Linked DNA regions of Zea mays: region 2 is linked to region 1. A link is a contact called in public Hi-C data. All regions are on one chromosome and are shown on one strand. The core of a region is the stretch at or near the end of the contact, and the rest is flanking DNA. Distances in the headings are between cores, read along the strand shown.

The links. Hi-C and Micro-C count contacts between places; a contact is called where the count stands out from the background.
Region 2: a contact with region 1 is called in a Hi-C map of leaf, with 4 times the contacts expected there. The contact joins the promoter of LOC100191516 here to the promoter of LOC100279525 in region 1. A contact is called at or near these places in 3 of 25 Hi-C or Micro-C datasets (ear, leaf and tassel).

The regions. Positions count from the first base shown.
Region 1 is chr9:89,125,645-89,130,471 of Zm-B73-REFERENCE-NAM-5.0, forward strand. It overlaps LOC100279525, which reads left to right and starts at 2,413. Exons shown (of 1, transcript NM_001152523.2): 1 at 2,413-4,726. The coding sequence starts at 2,500. The coding sequence ends at 4,515.
Region 2 is chr9:89,295,552-89,300,378 of Zm-B73-REFERENCE-NAM-5.0, forward strand. LOC100191516 reads right to left here and starts at 2,322. Exons shown (of 4, transcript NM_001136948.2): 1 at 1,463-2,322; 2 at 814-889; 3 at 621-736. The coding sequence starts at 2,075.

The DNA.
Region 1 (4,827 bases), core at 1,163-3,662:
AGCAATATGAGGGCAAAAAACGACCCTTGGTTTGCAGAGTATTTGCTGCGCGTAGGCGGTGGAACTGAGGACACAAATAGTGACGACGACATCCGTCTTCCTGACGAGGTTTGTGTGTCTTATAGTGGGAGTGATAGCAATCTTGACAACCTAATAGACTTTGTTTTCACAAATCCTCAACGAAATTATGTCTGATTCGACCTACATCACTTCAAGGGTGATATTGTCAACACGAAACGAGTGGGTGGATATGATAAATGTCAAGATGATTGATCGTTTTCAAGGGGAGCATATGGTGTACCATAGTTTCAATAGCGCCATGGATGATCCCCATAACTACTACCCATTTGAGTTCCTAAACACACAGACGCTAATGGGCTGCCACCACATGTTTTGAAGCTCAAGATTAGATGCCATGTTATATTGCTTCGGAATATAGACCTTATCAATGGACTTTGCAATGGCACCAGGCTGGTCGTTCGTGGTTTCCAAAGAAATAGCATTGACGCGGAAATTGTACTAGGTCAGCACGCTGGAAAACAGATTTTCCTGCTGCGTATACCTCTATGTCCCTCCGATGAAGAGATGTTCCCTTTCCAGTTCAAAAGAAAGCAGTTTTCTGTATGACTTATCTTTGCAATGACGGTTAACAAAGCACAGGGCCAGACTATTCTCAATGTTGGTGTATACTTGCCCGAACCTGTGTTCTCTCATGGCCAACTATATGTTGCTCTATCTAGAGCGACAACCCGATCGAACATAAAGATTCTTGCCATCCCAGCCGTCGATGGGAAGAAAAAGTCGAGGAAGGGGGCAAGAAAGAAACCCGCAGTAGATTGTGGGACATGCACCAAGAACATCGTCTACAAGGAGGTCCTAACAAACTAGACCCACATTAATGGCATTCAAAAGCATTCTAACTATTTTATATGGTTTTTGAACAATTGAATATTTGGATTGCGTTCTAATGTTGATCTTGTTTTGTTTTTGTTTTGCCAGGCTGACGTTTCGGGGAAAGAAATGGAGGCTGAGAGGACGAGATGCCAATAGTGAATTACCAAATGCAGTGGAGCACAATATGTATTGAGTGAGTCCTCTTTCAGTTTAGATGACCAATCTATCGAGCTTCCCCTTCTTTTTTGTTTAACAGTATATGACATGCTGGATTGAACTATTGGATCTTCCTTGTGCAACTCAACACGCATAAGAAATATATATGGTAAGAACTAAACCTGACCTCTACTATCAGTAGCCTTTTGAGTCGTATGATGATTATTTTATATGATATTGTATAATTATATATGTTCACGTGTTCAGCCCTTTCTGGACAATTCACATACATGTAACAACCTACCTGGGCATTTTGAAATTGACAAAAACTAACTCTTGTGTTAATTCAACTAACTCTTTATTTTAGAAGAACTTGGTGATTCTGAATCCAACAAACAGATCTACCAAACAGTTTTACCTTTTGCATAAGTATATTACTTGCACTATGTACAAATTGTTTGCTTCTAACGAATAATATTTTTATCACTTATATTACAAAATCTTTTCAACATCCAGGATCTATGCTTATCCAATGCTGATGCTTAACGTGCATCGATCAACAACGGGCTTCCACTACTTAAGCACGAAGCGTGGGCTTAGCAACACACTTCTTGAAGATGCTTGTATAGTTGTATTAAGCACCCAGTCTCAAATAATGCATTGGCAACATACCAACTCTGATATTTATGAACTGATTTTGTACCTGACATGGGTAGGCCTAGATACTGAGCACTGCATTTGCCATTTCTATTCAGTGATCTCCGAATGAACTCATTACGTGAATGAAACAAGCAGGATTTTCAATAGAACCATGCTCTTGACATCTTTTTTTATGACAATAATGTATTATCTGCTACTATTTGATTGGTGGATGGTCGGTTGAACTCAGTGTAGAATCACGTTTCATATAATTACTTCATCTTAAGTAGGCATATATTGTTTAGACAGACACACATTTTCTTTCTTTCTTCTTAAATCCAGTGCAGTGCACAAGTGTACCATTTATCAGTTTATATTTTCCTTTCTTAATTGCCTTCTTAGCTAAAGGTGAATTTAGGTATGTTCATCGACGTGTCCTTTCTAATGATGGCGTTGTTTGTTGGGTACAAAATTATCAAATAGAGATTGTAATTATATTGCATCACTGTTTTGTATCAATTTTAAGTTATCATAGCAACGCACGGACACCCTATTAGTAAACTTTATAGGTGTGGTTGCGACAGGGTTTTTCTCTCGAGTACTCGACTTAAGCTCGACCAGTTGCAATCCCAGTGACGCACAAGGACATCTATAGATCTCTATACCACAGAAGATCCCGTCATATACCCTAGCGTTTGCTAGTCTCCTCTGGCATCGCCGCATCGGGCATCTGGTATCCCAGATCGATCTGAATTCTGAACCCCGACTTCACTTGTGACCTCCGCATCTCCGTCCGGCCGGCGGGCGACCATGGCTCTTCCCCCACCCCAAACCCTAATTCTCTTCTTCCTCCTGGCCTCGCTGGCCCCCGCGGTCACCGCGGTGGCGTTCTCGGGCCTCGACGCTTTTTTCGCGTCGGCAGCCGCGCGCGACCCGTCTGCCGGCAACGACACCTTCGCCGCTCTACCGGCCGCCCTCCGGCGCGCGCTCTCCGCACGTACCTCCCTCCTCCCTTCCTTCTTTCTCAACCTCTCTGCCACGGTCCCCGTCCACGTCCGCCTCGCCGGTTCCTCCTTCCCGGCCTCATCCGGGCGGTCCCTTCCTTCCCTCGTCAACGCCGCCGTCTCCTCAGCCCAGTTCCTCTCCAGCCGCCGCCCACACCGTCTCGCGGTCTCCCACACCCTTCACCTTGACGTCACCGGCCCCGTCGCGGCGTCCAAGCTCGCCTCTAAAGCTGGCGCCGCCGTCCGCGCGCATCTCGACAAGTCCCCCGCGCCGTTCCACAATAACGCGCTCTCAGGCGTTCCCTACTCGCTTGTGGACGATCTCGTCGCTGAGGACTACCGCGCGCTAGCCGGCTCCGGCCCCGCTGAGGCCGTCTACATCTACTTGCTCGACCTTGGCAAGCAGTCGCGCCAGTATGCCTACACCGCGGCCTCCTCCGGCACTGATGCCTCCTCGCCTGGGTACTCCCGCTGCCTCGGCCCCGTCTGGGCTGGTAAGAATCGGTACATTTGGATCGACCTGGGTGCCGGTCCAGTGAACTACGGTCCAGCGCTCTCTGGCGATGGCGTGCTCCCCCGTGGTGAGTTCCACCCTCTTGCCACCCTTCACGGCAGGCCCAAGTCGGAGAAAGCTCTCCTCGCGGATCTTGCGTCGCTGGTTCTTAGTGCATACAAGTCTTTGCTAGTGCCTTCGCTCAGAATTCCAGTGCATTATGAGAACTCGTTGCTTATTCGGTTCATTCACATCCATGGGGACCGGAAGGAAGAAGAAGGGCTTGATTTTCGTGTGATAGAACAGTCAATTCGTGACGGGGATCTACCTTATGGTGGACAAAGCTTGAAGTTTGATCTGCATACGGTCAAGTACTCTGAATGCCCAATTTGCTCATTCGCAGTTGCTAGGTCGACAAACTCGTTTACATCGAGGTTCCTGTTTGAGAACTACACATTGATAGTGAATGAGTACTTGGACTCCAAGCGGTTGAGGCAGGTGCTGTCAGACTCGTCGGATGAGATACATCGTTTGGCTGGGGTCCATGAAAATTATGAGCATGACAAGGTGGTGCCAGTTTATGTTTTCGATTTGGATTATGATAAACTTTTGCCTCTGGATAGATACCACCAGGCAGTGGCATTTGGGGATATGGTGGTTGCTGTGAGGACGCGGAGCTCACAAACAGTAAGTGACTACACCTGTAATGGTCGACATGTGCTTACAATGACTAGAAATCTTGAGCGCGCAATCATTGGCTCACTTCTGCAGAGCATGTGGGGGGTTTCACCCACACATCTGTCATGGAGTCCTGAGCATCATGCCACAGTTGTTGATTACACTTGGAGCACTGGACATACACCATTTGGTCCTTTTTCAGAGACCAAATCACTGTCTTTTGTGCAGAAAGATGCAGCTCGTAGGAATGTTCTTCTCACAACCCTGAACTACACAATCACCAGCACAATAGATGTTTTGGAGTCGATGGTGGCACATGGTGGGGAGAAAATACTTAGAAAGAAAAGGCATGTTGAATTCATTCAGAGGTGGAACCTGCTCACGTATAAACTGGAGAAGGTGGTCTCAGCCATGTCACGCTTGGACTACGACAAGGCAATGTACTATTTGAGGTCTTCAGACCACGATCTGTATGAAATTCACTCATTGGTGTATCAGGCATCACAGGAGCTTGAAGCTTCACTGGTTTGCTTCAAAGATCCACCATTCCCGTGGGTATCTGTTTCCATGTCTGGGTTGTTTGTTTTTGGTTTCTTTTATATGTACTCAAAAAGAGACAAGTTGTTTAGGAGCAAAAGGAAACAATTTTGAGTTTGGGCAGCATTTTAGTTCATGGATACTGTCCAAATGTTTGATCCTGGTCATACCATAGCTAGACAGCACCAAGGATATTGCAACCCTGCATATTACATGGATCTGTAAGCGTACACGGGCTGCATCTTGTTTCAACCAGATGAATTTACATGTATGAGATATACTTCCACTTGTCTTATTAGTTCTATTGCTTGAATTTTTCTTTGATACATAGTACTTTCCATCTAGATATTTTAGAGTTTATTTTGCACTGTGGGTTGTCCTATTTCCTTCGTGTTCTCCGAATGGATTGCCTTGCAGATGTTGTGC
Region 2 (4,827 bases), core at 1,072-3,571, 170 kb after region 1:
GAGGCTCACACAAGTGGGCTGGGAAAGAAATAAACTGAGGCAAGCCTCCCCCCGCAAATGCGGAGAGGATGCTTCGAACCTGCGACCTAGTGACTCAATGTGATATGGTAATGGAAGTCGTTTATAATTTGTTTCTAGCAAGCAAATCATTTAATGCTAAGTTGCTAACAAGCCATTCTGGTAGTGCAGAGATCGCCCATACAAAAGAATATTGATTGCCCACAAATTAGTAGGTAATGGGGACACACAACCACTTCAAGACCATAATCCTAAATCAAGAGTATAGCTGGACCATCGCAACAGTATACAAATTCTCAACCTGGCATTAAATCCCAACAGGCAGATTGGTCAAACAAACTTATCCTTAACACAGTCAACAAAGAAAAATGAAGTGTTTGCTTTCTTGTATCAAACATTGACAACAGTGGCAAAAGAAAGCTGTTAGTTGCACATGATTCCAGGGAAAAAAAACAGGCATGTAAATAGCAACCAGCACTGCAAGTAATTAGTAATGTGAAATACAGTGAGAAATGATATATGCAAAACAAGAAACACCAATAACTAGAAGGGGACGGAGAGCTCATTTCAGAATTCATAGGAAAGATTATGGTGTATTTTACCGGTGAAGAGCTTGAATGCAGTTGGGACACTCCTTTTCTCTGTTATCCAGAAAACGTCAGACTTCTGCAGGCTGTATAGCCCAGGGTCGATGATCACTGGCTTCGCCCTCTGGTACCTACAGACACACATATTTAGCAACTGCAGAACTTGTGGGAACAGATACCAGAACTTTCAGACAAACTGTAAACTTACTCCTTCCATCCGATGTCACTGGTATGCTCAATGAAGTTAAGCTGCCTGGGCAACTCAGAAAGCACATGCAATAGATCTGCCAATAGGTAGACAAATCAGAAAAACAAAGGGGCATGTTGATCACAAACATTTTTGCACCATGAACAAGTAGAAGAATCCATAACGGTAGTAAACTGAAAAGGAAAAAACAAAACAAGATTGCAATAAAACGAAAGAGAGAGGCGACCCAGTGAGAGGCTCTATTTAAAGAAAGAAATACGCCCTTAGATTGACTTTCCCCTGGTACCACCTAGAAGCTAAAAAAGTAATCAAATCTTATCAAATTCCCATACCAATTGGGAAAACAACATGTCATAAACTAATCTCACCCCCATTCCCCAATTGGCATATCCAAGCCCGCGTACAAAATCGCATTTTTGGCGAACACTTGCAGACAGACACTGCACGCAAATTTCAAATCCCCAGCTCCACTAGTATCGTCCAGTGAGTGACCCAAACCTGGAATTGATTTTGCCCAAATCGTAGGCAGGCAAAGATCGCGCCATTGGAAGCACCAAAAAAATCGGATCAAAGGTGGCGTCTTCCCGCGACGGATAGATCCAGTCGCAATACCGGAGGGCCGAAAGAGGCAGATCGCATCTGCGCTTACCGTCCTGGGTGACGAGCGGATAGTCGGAGGCGGAGAGGTTGATGAACCAGTCCCAATTACCGCCCTCGCGCAGCAGGATGGCAGCCGCGTGCAGCGTGTTGGCCACCATGGTCGGGCCACGGTAGGTGACCAAGTTGGCCCGTGTGACGACCTTGACGTTGCGGAACCTAGCGTAGACGGGGTCCGCGTGGATGGCAGAGGCGAGTTCGGCGCGCTCGGCGGCGGGGGCCTCGAGGTCGAGGTGCACGACGTATGTGTTTACCGGGTGGTAGAGCGCCCTGAGCGTCCGGCGCAGCGCGGCTCCGTCCCCCGCGGAGCCGGAGATGAGGTAGGCGATCCTGGGCACGGCGCCCCGCGTGGGGCGCTCCTCGGCCCGCATCTGCTGGCGGAGCTTGGCCTCGACGAAGAGAGGCTCGGCGGAGGCCGCGGAGGGGAGCGGCGAGAAGGAGAGTAGCAGCGCGCGGGAGGAGGAAAAGAAGAGCGACGCGGTGATGAGGAGCGACGAGAGCAGAACCGAGGCCAGCAGCGGCGCCGCCCACCGCCGGTGACCGTGGATGTGCGCCGCCGCCCCGGCCGCGCCGGAGCCCGGCGACGGCGGCTTCGCCTCTAGCATCCCCCTGTGCTCCCCCCCTCCCTTTTCTTCCCCTTCCCCCTCCTCCGGCGGAGCAGCGGTGGACACCGGATCGCGCCGCGGGGGCGGCTTAATTGGGAGGCCGGCGACGGTTGGGGCTCGCACGCGATGTGGCGTGGCGTGGGGAGGTTACCGCGGGCGCTGCGGAGGTGGAGTCGTGGAGGTGGGCACGGGCAGGAGAGCGCGTCGCGGTGGACGCCTGGACGGTCTCGTGAGTGGGTACTGCTGGGGCCTGGCCGCCTGGGTGGGCGGGTGGGTTAACCTTTGCGTTGGTGCGCCGCTGCCGGTCGCGTCGGGTTGGCCTGCCTCCAGTCAGTAGTGGACTCGTGGCCTCTTCTCGTGACACTGCCACTGCCACGGATGGGGATTGGAGACGAACCCGAAAGCCTCGTCCTGCCGTGGAGATGGAGAAGATCGATGGAGTGAGGTGTTTGGTTTGGAATTTTTGGTGCTTATCTACTAGAATGGTTTTTTTCTTAATCATAAATACCGTGGATAATCAAAAATATCTATTTTCTGAAATTATTAAAATATATAATAGATTTTATCAGTTCACTTCTCTATAGCAAAAAGAACATACATAAAGAATACTCACACTTGGTTTTAACCGCACAATCGAACGTCCATTGTACATGCTCGAGATTCTTATGTATAACCACAATATTATATATCAATCAACCAGTAGTCTTTATAGACAACTGATTGATCACAAGTCTAAAACTCGTCGTAATTATGTAACTCTTGGCTCTAGGACACATCTCCTTGAACTGGCTATATGGTGGGTTAGCTTGGGCGGTTGCTTTTAGTTGATCAAGTTCTAACTATACTTGAAAAGCATTTGAATTCCTCTTTTGTAAAACATTTTGTTGCATAAAGATTCGTTATAATACAGTAACTTCGATGTTTATTGCATTCCATAGTAAACCTTTCACCAAGTCCCATGCGAATAGTTGTAGTAAAGTAACCTTTTGAAAAGTCGTTCAATGCATATCACGGAGAAAGTTTTGAAAACACGTTCGTTGCATCCTATAATGAACCATTCACCATATCTCATGGTGAAAGTTTTGAAAACACGTTTGTTGCATCCCACAGTAAACCATCTGCCAAGTCTCGTGGCAAAAGTTTTGAAAACACATCTGCTGCATCTCACATAGGACCATCCATTGCATCATATAGTGGACACATCACCAAGTCTAATAGTGAAGTTTTAAGGTTTTTGAAAATAAAACTTCTAATATGTGAGGATACCAAAGTCGCTCTTCATCGTGAGCACGACTGATTAATCAGTTTTACGACACTCTGTTGATATTGTACAACTTTACCCACAAGTCGTGATACCCACTTGTCTCGATTTGCAAGACCCTTCACCTCTTCAGTGGAGGTCGGCAGGGTTCACTATGAGACCTTTATAAATGATCTTCCGTGTGTATTAGACTATGATAGAATATTCTGAGGCAATCTCTCCACCACAATCCTCACACGTAGGCTCTCCAGGGCATCCCACCCAAGGCCTAATCAAGCAAAAGTGGGGCCAAAGAGCCTTCATTTGTCCCCATTTACCATAGCTAATATCCAAATATTTTCCCTTAATTACTTGGTTAAGGCCATAGCCATGTAATCCTTATAGTTGTATTGTTTGTCTCGGGTAGTCGCTCGGGGAACTGGTCCTTAGGGAGAGGCACTTGTGCAATCCTATTCCATACATCAAGTCCTCATGGTTTGCTAAAAAGCATCTTTTATTAACAAGTCTAATAAAACATTCGAAATCACTTTTCTTTTGAAAGATGTACAACACTAGAATTTGCTACTAAAATGTTCCCAAATTTCCAGTTATAACAAGGACAAGGTAAACAATACTAAGGGTCTATTTGGTTCAGTTGTAGATTCTTGAAAATCTTATTCTAGTTGTGATCTGTAAGAAGTTGATGCGAGCTGACGTTTATGAAAACTAAAATTTGTTTGGTTCAAACAACGGTCCATTATAGATTCTATAAGAGCATGAAAGTTTGTAACATGGATGACAAGAATCTAGAAAATATAGAGTAAGAGGTGATTCAGATTTAAACTAGAGAATCTATAGATCTTCATGAATATATTCTGTTGTTATATCAGTTTGAGATTCTACTTTTTAAGTAGTAAATCCGGTTTAGAAAGCTAAACCAAACACACCCTAAGGTAATCCTAATAGGAGTAGTAATTTGGCCAAAACAATAATGAACATTTAATGCAATGGGTGATACGAGGATAGAATGTTTTTCTTCTTCTCGGGTTTCGAGGTCCTCAAGAGTGGGGCCCTCGAGGTAGTTGCAACATTATGAATCTACTCGTGTTCATATAATAAACATGGTCACAAAATAAGAAACAATATATCAAACATGAAAACATGGTTCAGAATGGTCCTATAATTATTCTATGTATTTGTAGAATTTATTTGAGACCAAAATCATTTAATTTAGATTTAAAATGAATTAGATATGAATTTTTAATCATTTTACAACAATCAAGGCATATATTCATTTATCTATAACTTCCAAGGTATCTAAAAGTATATTTTTGGTCCCTAGTTATAACTGGTGTGTACTGCGAGTTTATTTCTGTAAAATTGAGGAGCTCTTAAGCAAAATGGTCACGGTCAGCTCATACTGACCAAGTGCTAACCAATATCCACGAATATCAGCCATTGGATCACACGGGTGCGACTCGGAATAAATGGATCACTATGTGGGCGGCGCAC